Regions from separate parts of the Gossypium hirsutum genome. Here region 2 is linked to region 1. Evidence: chromatin contacts called from public Hi-C data. All regions are on one chromosome and are shown on one strand. The core of a region is the stretch at or near the end of the contact, and the rest is flanking DNA. Distances in the headings are between cores, read along the strand shown. Region 1 holds the start of LOC107945894 (rho GTPase-activating protein 5). Region 2 holds the start of LOC107945887.

Region 1 (5,132 bases), core at 2,293-4,792:
ATTGGCATATATTGCTTGCGTGAAGTCTACGGTAAATCATTAAAATATAGAGACAGTATTAGCCTACTGGTACGCTGCGTTCTTAGCTGCAAATTTTCAGAATAATTGTCAAACAACAAGCACCCTTTTTCTGCTATAAATTTGGAGCTTCACCTCCATGGTTTCAACACACAAACAACTCGGTCGTGTAATAAAGTAACCTAAGAACATGGCATTCAAGCTGAATATATCAGTTTCGTTCATCTGCTTGATGGTTTTGGTGTTAGCCACTGGTTCATATGGTGGCGGAATTTCCATCTACTGGGGCCAAAATGGTAATGAAGGCACCTTAGCGGAGACTTGTGCGACGGGAAATTATGAATATGTGAATATAGCCTTCTTGGCAACATTTGGTAATGGCCAAACTCCGATGATAAACCTTGCCGGTCATTGTGATCCTTATAGCAATGGTTGTACTGGGTTAAGCTCCGACATTAAATCGTGTCAAGCTAAAGGTGTCAAAGTGATTCTTTCGATAGGAGGAGGTGCTGGTAGTTACTCCCTTTCTTCGTCTGATGACGCTAGGCAAGTCGCGATGTATCTTTGGAACAATTTCTTGGGGGGAACGTCGTCGTCTCGACCGCTTGGACCTGCTGTTCTTGACGGGATCGACTTTGATATCGAGGGAGGAACAGGGGAACATTGGGACGATCTCGCGAAATACCTTTCGGGATATAGCAAGAAAGGCAAGAAATTGTACTTAACCGCAGCTCCTCAATGCCCATTCCCTGATGCTTGGGTTGGAAATGCATTGAAAACGGGTCTCTTTGATTATGTTTGGGTCCAATTCTATAACAACCCTCCTTGCCAATACTCGTCGGCCGATATTGCCAACCTTGAAGATGCATGGAAACAATGGACTTCGGATATCCCAGCAACCAAGATTTTCCTTGGCTTACCGGCAGCTCCTGATGCAGCAGGCAGCGGTTTCATCCCTGTAAACGATCTCACATCCGAGGTCCTCCCTGCCATAAAGAATTCCTCCAAGTACGGCGGAGTTATGCTTTGGTCCAAGTATTATGATGATCAAAGTGGATATAGCTCTTCCATCAAGAGCCATGTCTGAGACCTATATATACTCAACTCTTATATATTACTCGTATTATAAATATATGGTCTACATTTATGAAACTATTTTCAGTTATGCTACCTAAAATTGCAGATTAAGATTCAGTTCATTACTTTTTCAATACTGCACATCATACGCTAGTACAAGGAGTATACCATTATAATGCATATTACACAAACAACAATCACCATTGATGTTGTATCATATCCAAGCTTCTCCGCCTCTTCCTCTAGTATTTACAATCCCGAGATTCCGTGTCTTCTTCGTCGGCTTACTCAACTGGAATATCGGGTGCCTGCATAATTGCCTTACACCTTTTCTTAAACTTAGCCGGTCACCATTATCATATCCACTTCTACATTCAGTTTCAACATTTCCCATTTCCCATTCATTTAGTATGTTGTTGCCTGAAATGGACTCAACTTCCTCTTCTCTGTTACTATTCTGAATGCTCCATTGTTTCTCTTCGGGGTCACTTTCGAGTCTACTCAATGTGGCAACCCTCAAGAACTTAGCAGTGGCAGGTTCCTTAGATGCACATGTATCGGTTATGCCAGTAGGACAATCTGAGCAAGATGGAAGCAACCTGTCCTTGGTAGCGGACTCATCCCTTTCTCGAATTGTCTTTAAGATCAATGTTTTGAGGAAGTTCATCACTTGCACGGCGTGAATCAATGCTGTCAAGGGATCGGCCATCTGCAGTAGGTAGATATATTCCTCTCATTTAGTTTTTTTCCTAAAACTAGTGTTTCAAAACAGAATTAAAGAGAAATCACTTATGGCGAATTCTCTCCGGTCCTAACCTTCCACTCTGCCACTCTGCCGAGATAAGAGGCCAACAATACTATACTACCCCAAGGGACAATAATGTTTACCCCAATGTCCACATGTTTAGGCCCTCCATTACTGTCCGAAACAGGGCAGCTGTGAAACACACAAGGTGAACTCACTTCACCAGGCCACTCGCCCCGGTGCAGTTGAACTAGCAAGACCCCTAAATGCAACAAAGAAAAGTACCTGAGTCATATTCGGTGCGAAAACCATCGCGATGTTGCGTGCATTCATTTTGTTGTATTGTTCATACTCCACAACATCTGCCATCAAATTGATAGCCCAATCAAGTAAAGCAGCTTCTGTTGAAGGGAGCAACTTCACAAGCTCAACGCAATCGTCTTCCGTGTTGCAATGCATCACCTGCTCCGGTGTAAGGCAATCGAGCACTCCACTAGGAAGTTCTCTAAACCATGCCTACGAAACATTAATCAGAAACCAGATATGCCGTGAATCGCAAGGCACAAATTCAACCATCACCAAGGTCTAAAACCAGACATGCTTATATATATCTGTACCTTTATCAAACCAGCTAAACAATGGACATCGATTCCGTGCGGTACGACACCTTTGTTTAACTTTTCTCGAACATACTCTTCTTGACTATTTTCGGCATTAATCCGAAATATTCCTTCTGCCTTCAAATGAAACACAATTAAAACACAATTTAGTCATTAAACCAACATAGGCTAAGACTCTTACCTTAAGACCTCCATCATAAAAACGACTCTGCATCATAAGAAGAATTGTTGGCAAACTATTCCCTTTACCATCATAAGAACACTGCATTGACTTAGGAGAAACCCCAAAAACACTTGCACTGTAAACATGCAATAGACAGAAACAGATCAATTGAGTTCTTAGAATCCGTAACCAGAACTTTCATGGATCCAAGGCTAAGAAGAAACAAACCTGGCACTAGGAACCTTTGAGGGAACATCAGGTTGGAGTTCAGTAGGTAAGCCGAGGAAGCCATTAAAGCAGTCGAAAGTAACATGAGAGACATGCTTGACATCAGTTGGTAAGCTAATATCCAGGGAAGATATGTCGTCGGTGTCCACACTGCAAGTGACTAATGACTTCCTTAACAACGCTGCTAATATATCCATAAACGGGAATTGGTTGTTGTCTCGTCGTCCTCCATGACTACAACCAAACCTCGATTTCGAGCTTATCAATGGCGTCGTAGCAATAGGGTTCATCCCATCTTCTGCAAAATCTTCTTCTTCTTCATGGTCGTCATTGGTCTTGGTTTGGTGAAAGAACTCACTGAGTCCGAGCAGTCCACAAGATTTGGATCGAAACAACCCAGCCATCGTTCTCCCTCATCCGAAATCTTAAGTTAAAATATGTATTATATATGAGAAAATGAAAATAACAGCTCTTATTAATTATAAAAATGCATTAAAATTCAACTTAAATTAGAGTGTACATATATATACATATATATACACTTCTTGTCGCCCACAGTACAGTCACATGGGCACATGGCAAGGTTTCTTTTTTGTCTCAAATCTGAAGCTTTTATGGGTGCTTTCTACCCTACTAATAAGCTGTCATTGCAGAAAGACAGTTTCAAGAGTATCACTAAAAAAATATATTTGAAAAAAAATAGCCTTTTTTTGTAATATATACACATAAGGTCCCATTAAACATCTTTTCTTTAGGCTAAATTATGTTATTAGTCTCTGAACTTTACAAAACTTGTGAATTTAGTCCTTATACTTTTTAAATTTTAAAGTTTCAGTCCTCACCAAAAGAATAATTATTAAATCCATTATGTTACGTTCTGTTATTTTCAAAATTTGATGCGACAAATATATTATCATATGTGTAATACTATGTCAACTTGTTATTTCCACATTATTCACTAAAAATCCAATTAATGGATTAATGACAGTCATTTGTATCAAGATTGAAATGGCAAATTTCGAAAAGTATAGAGACTTAGAATTATACAATTGGAGAATATAGACTAATCTATAACTGTACGCATAGTGCTAGACTAGTAATTGAATTTAACCAAATAGATTTAACTGTTATTATATGGGTGATGACTAAAATTTTAAAATTTTAAAAGTAAAAAGACTAAAATTGACCAATTTAAAAAGCATAAGGACTAAATCCACAACTTTTGTAAAATAAAGGGAGTGATAGCAAAATTTAACCTTTCTTTTATATGACACCTTCAATGTCCCATAGTTACATAAAACCTCGATTGAAATCAAGGTTAAATCAAATTGGATTCAGGGACCAAATTTGTTCTAATGCTATTTTCTCCATTCATAAAACTTAAATTTAATACTTTACTTAAAAAGTATCTAGCTTTGATCAAACAAAATATGTTAGGTAAAAGTGCCATGGAGGCCCTTATACTAGAAGTCAGATGCATTTTGTCTCTTTTATTAAAAAAAATAGCAAATTAACTCTTATACGTTAGATTAAAAAGCAAATGGATCATTCTGTTAAAAATTTCATCTATTTCTAATGTTAAAATTTGTTCCCTATACATTAGAATGAGGTACATTAGGCATGTCACTTGTAATTGTCTGGTTATATTCCGTCAGCCATGTCAATTGTTAACAGTAGAAATAGATGAAATTTTAATAGAAATGACCAGTTTACTTTTTAATTTAATATACAGGGACTAATTTGCTATTTTTTTAAATATGGGGACACAAAATGTAATCTAACAACTAATAGATGGAATTCTATAGCACTTTTACCAATCTTTTAATATAAAAGTGGATGGAAAAGCCTGTTAAATAGTTCTGTACAGATAGACATGGTAAAGAGTTTTGTGCTTTTAAGAACTAAGTTTTGTGAAAGCAAGGGAGGTAAAAGGCAGACATGGAAAGGGTAGCTACCAGTTAATTAAATACACCATGACCATGCAGCGGCAAATACGACGAGACACGTGAACAATGAACACCTACCATGCAGATATAGTCCCACCGCCTGGTGTTGATCCGACGGTTCCTGGTCCCATATCCCTAATCTTGTCTGAACTGGAAAGTGGAATGCTTTTTACACTTCACATGTCTACTGTTGCATTGCAGTTTGCAATTTGCAATTTGCATGCACAGGTATAGACACATTTGCTGGGGGTTCTAAATGTTCTGACTTTTGTTTTAAGTCCCCGAAGCTTTGATTTTGGTGATCAAATCAAGAAAAGTTATTGAACTTGTTTATG
Region 2 (4,867 bases), core at 1,900-4,399, 170 kb before region 1:
ACTGTAGCGATCATCGAATCATCGCTTAAAGCTCGTTAGTCAAATTAAAAAAAAACTTAACAACATAGTAACTTAAATAAAAACTTTGGAATAATTCAATAACTTAAATAAAAACTTTTGAATAGTTCAATGACCGTTTTGTAAATTTTTGAAGTTGAATAACCAAAATGTAAATTTACTAATAATTTAATAATTTTGGTGTAATTAACCCTTAAATTAATATTATATACAAATTAAATCGAAAAAAAAATCATTATTCGGGTGAGTTTTGTCTTTCAACAAACAGAACACAACAGGACATGGACCATATCTAGCTTCTTTTTCTTCGGCTTTATCCATTTTACCTTTATGATATTTATATATCACGTCTTAAATTCCTCAACCATCGTCATTAAGTAAAAACCCTATTTCAAGAATTAAATTAATTTGAAAAAAAAAAAAAACAGAGGACATCCTCCACACTCATCTGCTCAAACAAGGTAAAAAAAATAGTACATACCCTTTTTTTTATTTCCATTTTTTTGTTTAATATTTATCTATATTTGATTGAGATGTTTTTTTGGGGAATTTTTTTTCATGGTGATTAGGTTTAGGGTTTCTTTTGGAGTAAAGTAAAAGTTCACACGAAGATGCCGCAGCCACCCCAAATGATTCCTGTCATGCCTTCATATTCACCTACTAATATTACTACTGAACAGATTCAGAAGGTGTGTATATTTATATAATTTTTTTTTGTTTTTCGTTATTGTCCATGTATTGTGTTTAATGTTAGTATGTTATAGTTATGGGGTTGTTGAGGAAGGAGATGTTGATCTCGAACTTGTAATTTTTTTGGGTAATCTTTAGTTATGTATGAGATAGAAGAAACCCTTTTTTTATCTGTTCCAAAAGAAAAACAAATGAAGCCCTTTTGTTGGATTTTATGAACATAACGTTTATGACATGGAAGAGTTGATTGTGCTTTTAATGGTAGTTATTTTGGATAGAATGGTGGATGGTATTCATTTTGAAAAGGTGCAGTAAAATTGACGAGTGAAATAGAGAAATGAATGGAAGTTATTGGTAATGCGGAGCGATATAGTTGGACCAACTTGAATGGTGAGTTGCGTATGGTGTAACAAACAGTTATGCTTGATGTTTTGGGGGAGAATGAAAAGTGTTTTTGCCCTTTTCGATTTGATTCTCAGTGTTTTGATTCTTTAATGCAATGAAATATTTGTTTGAACTCAATGATTTGAAAACAAAAACCGATAGATCTGCTCAAAGGCATACTTGAAATCCAGCTATTCTTTTTATTCAGCAACTTCCTATTGAAAGGGCTATCCTTTCCTTGGTTCGGTCCTTTTTTCTGTTGTGCCTAAACTCTAGAAAAACCATATATGGTGTAATGTATGGCTTTACTGTTTCTGTTGTTTTTGTCTGTTTTCGCTATTTGTTGTGTATTCACAATATCTTTCACTTAATGCTTAAAAATGGAGTATATTAAGTTCTTGTGTTTTAATTTTCATTCTTACCAGTACCTTGATGAGAATAAGAAGTTGATTTTGGCAATTTTGGACAATCAGAATCTTGGAAAACTTGCTGAATGTGCGCAGTAAGTGATTTATAAATTTCAGTTTCTTCTTTTATCTACCTTAGTGGGGCATGCAGCATCTTTAAGTTAATGTTTGAGGTTTATTATATATGTTTGCTTTAAGTTGGAAGTGGCTTGTTGAAAGTGCTAGATGCCGTAGGATGTATTATGGTTCACGTACTTCAAATTGAAGTATTTAATGTTACCATCAATTAGTTGTAAATTCTTCCTTCCTAGATAATTGTGTGTGTTTTTAGTTGAAAGTGGGACTCGAATCGAGAGTTACCTAGATCCAAACTGGGATGAGTGTTCTGCGGATATGTCTGAGCCTTGTGATGCATATACGGACGGTAAAATCTCCACTCCAACCAAACCCGATTTGGTTCTTGTTGCCATTTATCTTGCATCAATAGCATTTATAGCGCTAATGAATGATCACTATATTATTTATCATCTGGATACATTAGCTTGGTTTTTCTGCAAATGTGCTATCAAGGATTCGGTTTTTCTTCGTATACATCATTCGCACATGCATATATGCTTACATGTGCAATATCTAGGCAGTGTACCTATACAAGATTTTGATGATGTAGGTATCAAGCTCAGCTGCAAAAAAATTTGATGTATTTAGCTGCTATTGCGGATGCTCAACCGCAATCGATGCCAACAATGCCTCCTCAGGTGAGTGTTAAGATAACTTCTTTCTTCTAATCTATCCGCTGCTACACCGCTTCCTGACACATTTTCCATCATCATAGATGGCACCACATCCTGCAATTCCAACCGGAGGATATTTTATGCAACATCCTCAGGCTGCTGCGATGGCACAACAACTGGGCATGTACTCTCAAAAGGTGCCATTGCAATTCAATAACCCACATCAAATGCAAGACCCTCAGCACCTCCTGCACCAACAGCATCAACAAGCAATGCAAGGTCAAATGGGAATCAGGCCTGGAGGACCCAACAATGGCATGCATCCCATGCATTCCGAGGCCAGTCTTGGAGGTGGCAGCAGTGCTGGCCCCCCTCAATCTTCAGGCCCAAGTGATGGACGTGCTGGAAACAAGCAAAACCCTGAAACCGGTGTCAATGGACAGGGTAACACAACCGGCGACAGAGCCGAGGAGGGAAAAAGTGACTGTGATGGTAGGCTTCTTTTACAATAGGATTTGTATTCCTCTGGCGGTCATCTCATAGACTGTTGTAGAATTAAAATCTTCAACTTGCTCTTTAATGTAGCAGTTTAGGTAGTTTAACTCTTGTTGAGAGGTTGTTGGCATGCCAATGAATTAAACAACAGGTTGTTAAGACAACGATGGTTTTGTTGTAAAAGGAGGTGGTATATAAGAGCATGTGGTCACTACCTCTGAGGCTGTCATTTTGTAGTAACCTATAAAAGTTTGCAGCTTGTATCTAAATTGTGATCCAGTTGAAAATTACATTGCTTTTTCCTGGTTTTGCTTTTGTAAATTACTTTGTAAATCCAGGTCATGGTTGTCAAAGTGGAACCTTTCATGTTGAAGAAGCTAAAAATCTGTTGGCTTATCTCATCTATAGATGCTATGTCTCTTAACAATTAAGATTAGAATCAAAGTACAAAGAATAAAACAAAATCAACTTGAAAATTCTTTAACATATTCTTTAGATGTCAGCTTTCAATGGTGAAAATGAAGTACAAAAATCACTCTCAAACATTTGGCACGGAACCAATGTTGGAAAAGGAAAGGCCTTTTCTTTAACCTTCTTGTTCTGTGTTTTGATTTTAGAAGACCTGAGCAAGAAAAAGCAAAAACCAGAAACCGCCATGAGAGAAGACCAACAACGCCCTGTTCACCTCTATAACCACCAAAGAAACAAGTTTTTTATAACCACCAAGCTCTTCACTCATACCACCGTGTATGTCATCATTGTCTTGCTCAGTTACACCTTGGGTTACCTGTCTCACTCCTCTCCTCCACCACCACCACCACTTCCTCCGCCGCCTTCTGTTTTTCAACTCGCTAGCTTACCAACCCAACTCGACAACTTCCGAGTCGCCGCTCACTGTTCCAACTCACCTCTCCCACCCCATCTCGTCTTCCCAACGATTCTTCAACGAGTCTTCAAAGGTTCCTCCCCTTACACCGATTTCCCACCACCCCACCTCCGTTACATCCTAAAACCAAAAAGAATCAGAGGTTGGGGATCTAACGGTGACGTTTTCGAGCACTTAATAAAACGAGTCAAACCCAAACTCATCGTCGAAGTGGGAACTTTCTTAGGCGCGTCGGCTCTTCACATGGTGAACGTGACTCGGAAACTCGGACTCCAAACACAGATACTCTGCCTCGACGATTTCCGTGGATGGCCGGGTTTCAGAGACCGGTTCAAAGACATTAACGACATAAACGGCGACGTTTTATTGCTTCAACAGTTCATGCAAAATGTGGTTTATTTCAACGCAACCGGGTCGGTTTTACCCGTACCGTTTTCGACAAGATCGGGTCTAGAGAAGCTATGTGAATGGGGAATAATGGCGGATCTATTAGAAATCGATGCGGGTCATGATTTCATATCCGCTTGGGGAGATATAAACGGAGCGTATCGGATCTTGAAACCCGGTGGGGTAATTTTTGGGCATGATTATTTTACCGCCGCGGATAACCATGGGGTAAGAAGGGCAGTCAATTTGCTTGCTCAAATCAATCATCTCAACATCCGAACCGATGGTCAACATTGGGTCATTGATACTGCTTTAGTAAGAAATTTTTGATATTTTTATCCATGTAAAAATGAATGGGAAAACTTTGGGGTTGATTGTGTAATAATGGGATTTACCTTGGCCTTCATAAGAATAAAAAAAATAATTTTTAAATTATCCATAAATTTGTATACACTAAATCAAACAGTTTAGGAAGGCGGTGAAGTCGAATAAGTTTTGGTATTGATATTAATTTGACTTTTTATATGGGTCGATGGTCATTGGCGAAAGATATCCAAGTTATCGGAACTTGCAATAAATTTCTCAAATCTATATTTTGAGCTTAAAAGAATTAATAGTGTCTTATAATAAGATTATATGATTCAAGGAATTATGATATTATAAAATTACGAGATGGAATATTATCTTATTTAATTAAAACATAATATTTAAATGCTTGGTTGATACAGTTTCATTGTAATATAAGTTGGTAAAATGAAGCATGAATGAACTAAAACGTATGATAAGATTCTCGATTTCTCCCATAAGTTGATAAGTGCCAACAGAATAAATGTTCTCTCAAGCTTGCTAAGTCAACATGAATAACTGCA

What was found. A called contact is a pair of places that touch in the nucleus more often than the background predicts.
Region 2: a Hi-C map of leaf shows a contact between it and region 1, with 2.0 times the contacts expected there. The contact joins the promoter of LOC107945887 here to the promoter of LOC107945894 in region 1. A contact is called at or near these places in 2 of 34 Hi-C or Micro-C datasets (both in leaf).

What each region holds. Positions count from the first base shown.
Region 1 is chrD12:41,608,935-41,614,066 of Gossypium_hirsutum_v2.1, reverse strand. It overlaps LOC107945894 (rho GTPase-activating protein 5), which reads right to left and starts at 3,542. Exons shown (of 5, transcript XM_016880044.2): 1 at 2,852-3,542; 2 at 2,642-2,759; 3 at 2,458-2,577; 4 at 2,126-2,356; 5 at 1,116-1,804. The coding sequence starts at 3,255. The coding sequence ends at 1,310. It overlaps LOC107945896 (acidic endochitinase), which reads left to right and starts at 209. Exons shown (of 1, transcript XM_016880045.2): 1 at 209-1,220. The coding sequence starts at 209. The coding sequence ends at 1,105.
Region 2 is chrD12:41,775,459-41,780,325 of Gossypium_hirsutum_v2.1, reverse strand. LOC107945887 reads left to right here and starts at 3,149. Exons shown (of 1, transcript XM_016880040.2): 1 at 3,149-4,433. The coding sequence starts at 3,222. The coding sequence ends at 4,328. LOC107945888 (GRF1-interacting factor 3) reads left to right here and starts at 257. Exons shown (of 5, transcript XM_016880041.2): 1 at 257-479; 2 at 588-707; 3 at 1,518-1,594; 4 at 2,167-2,254; 5 at 2,332-3,015. The coding sequence starts at 630. The coding sequence ends at 2,742.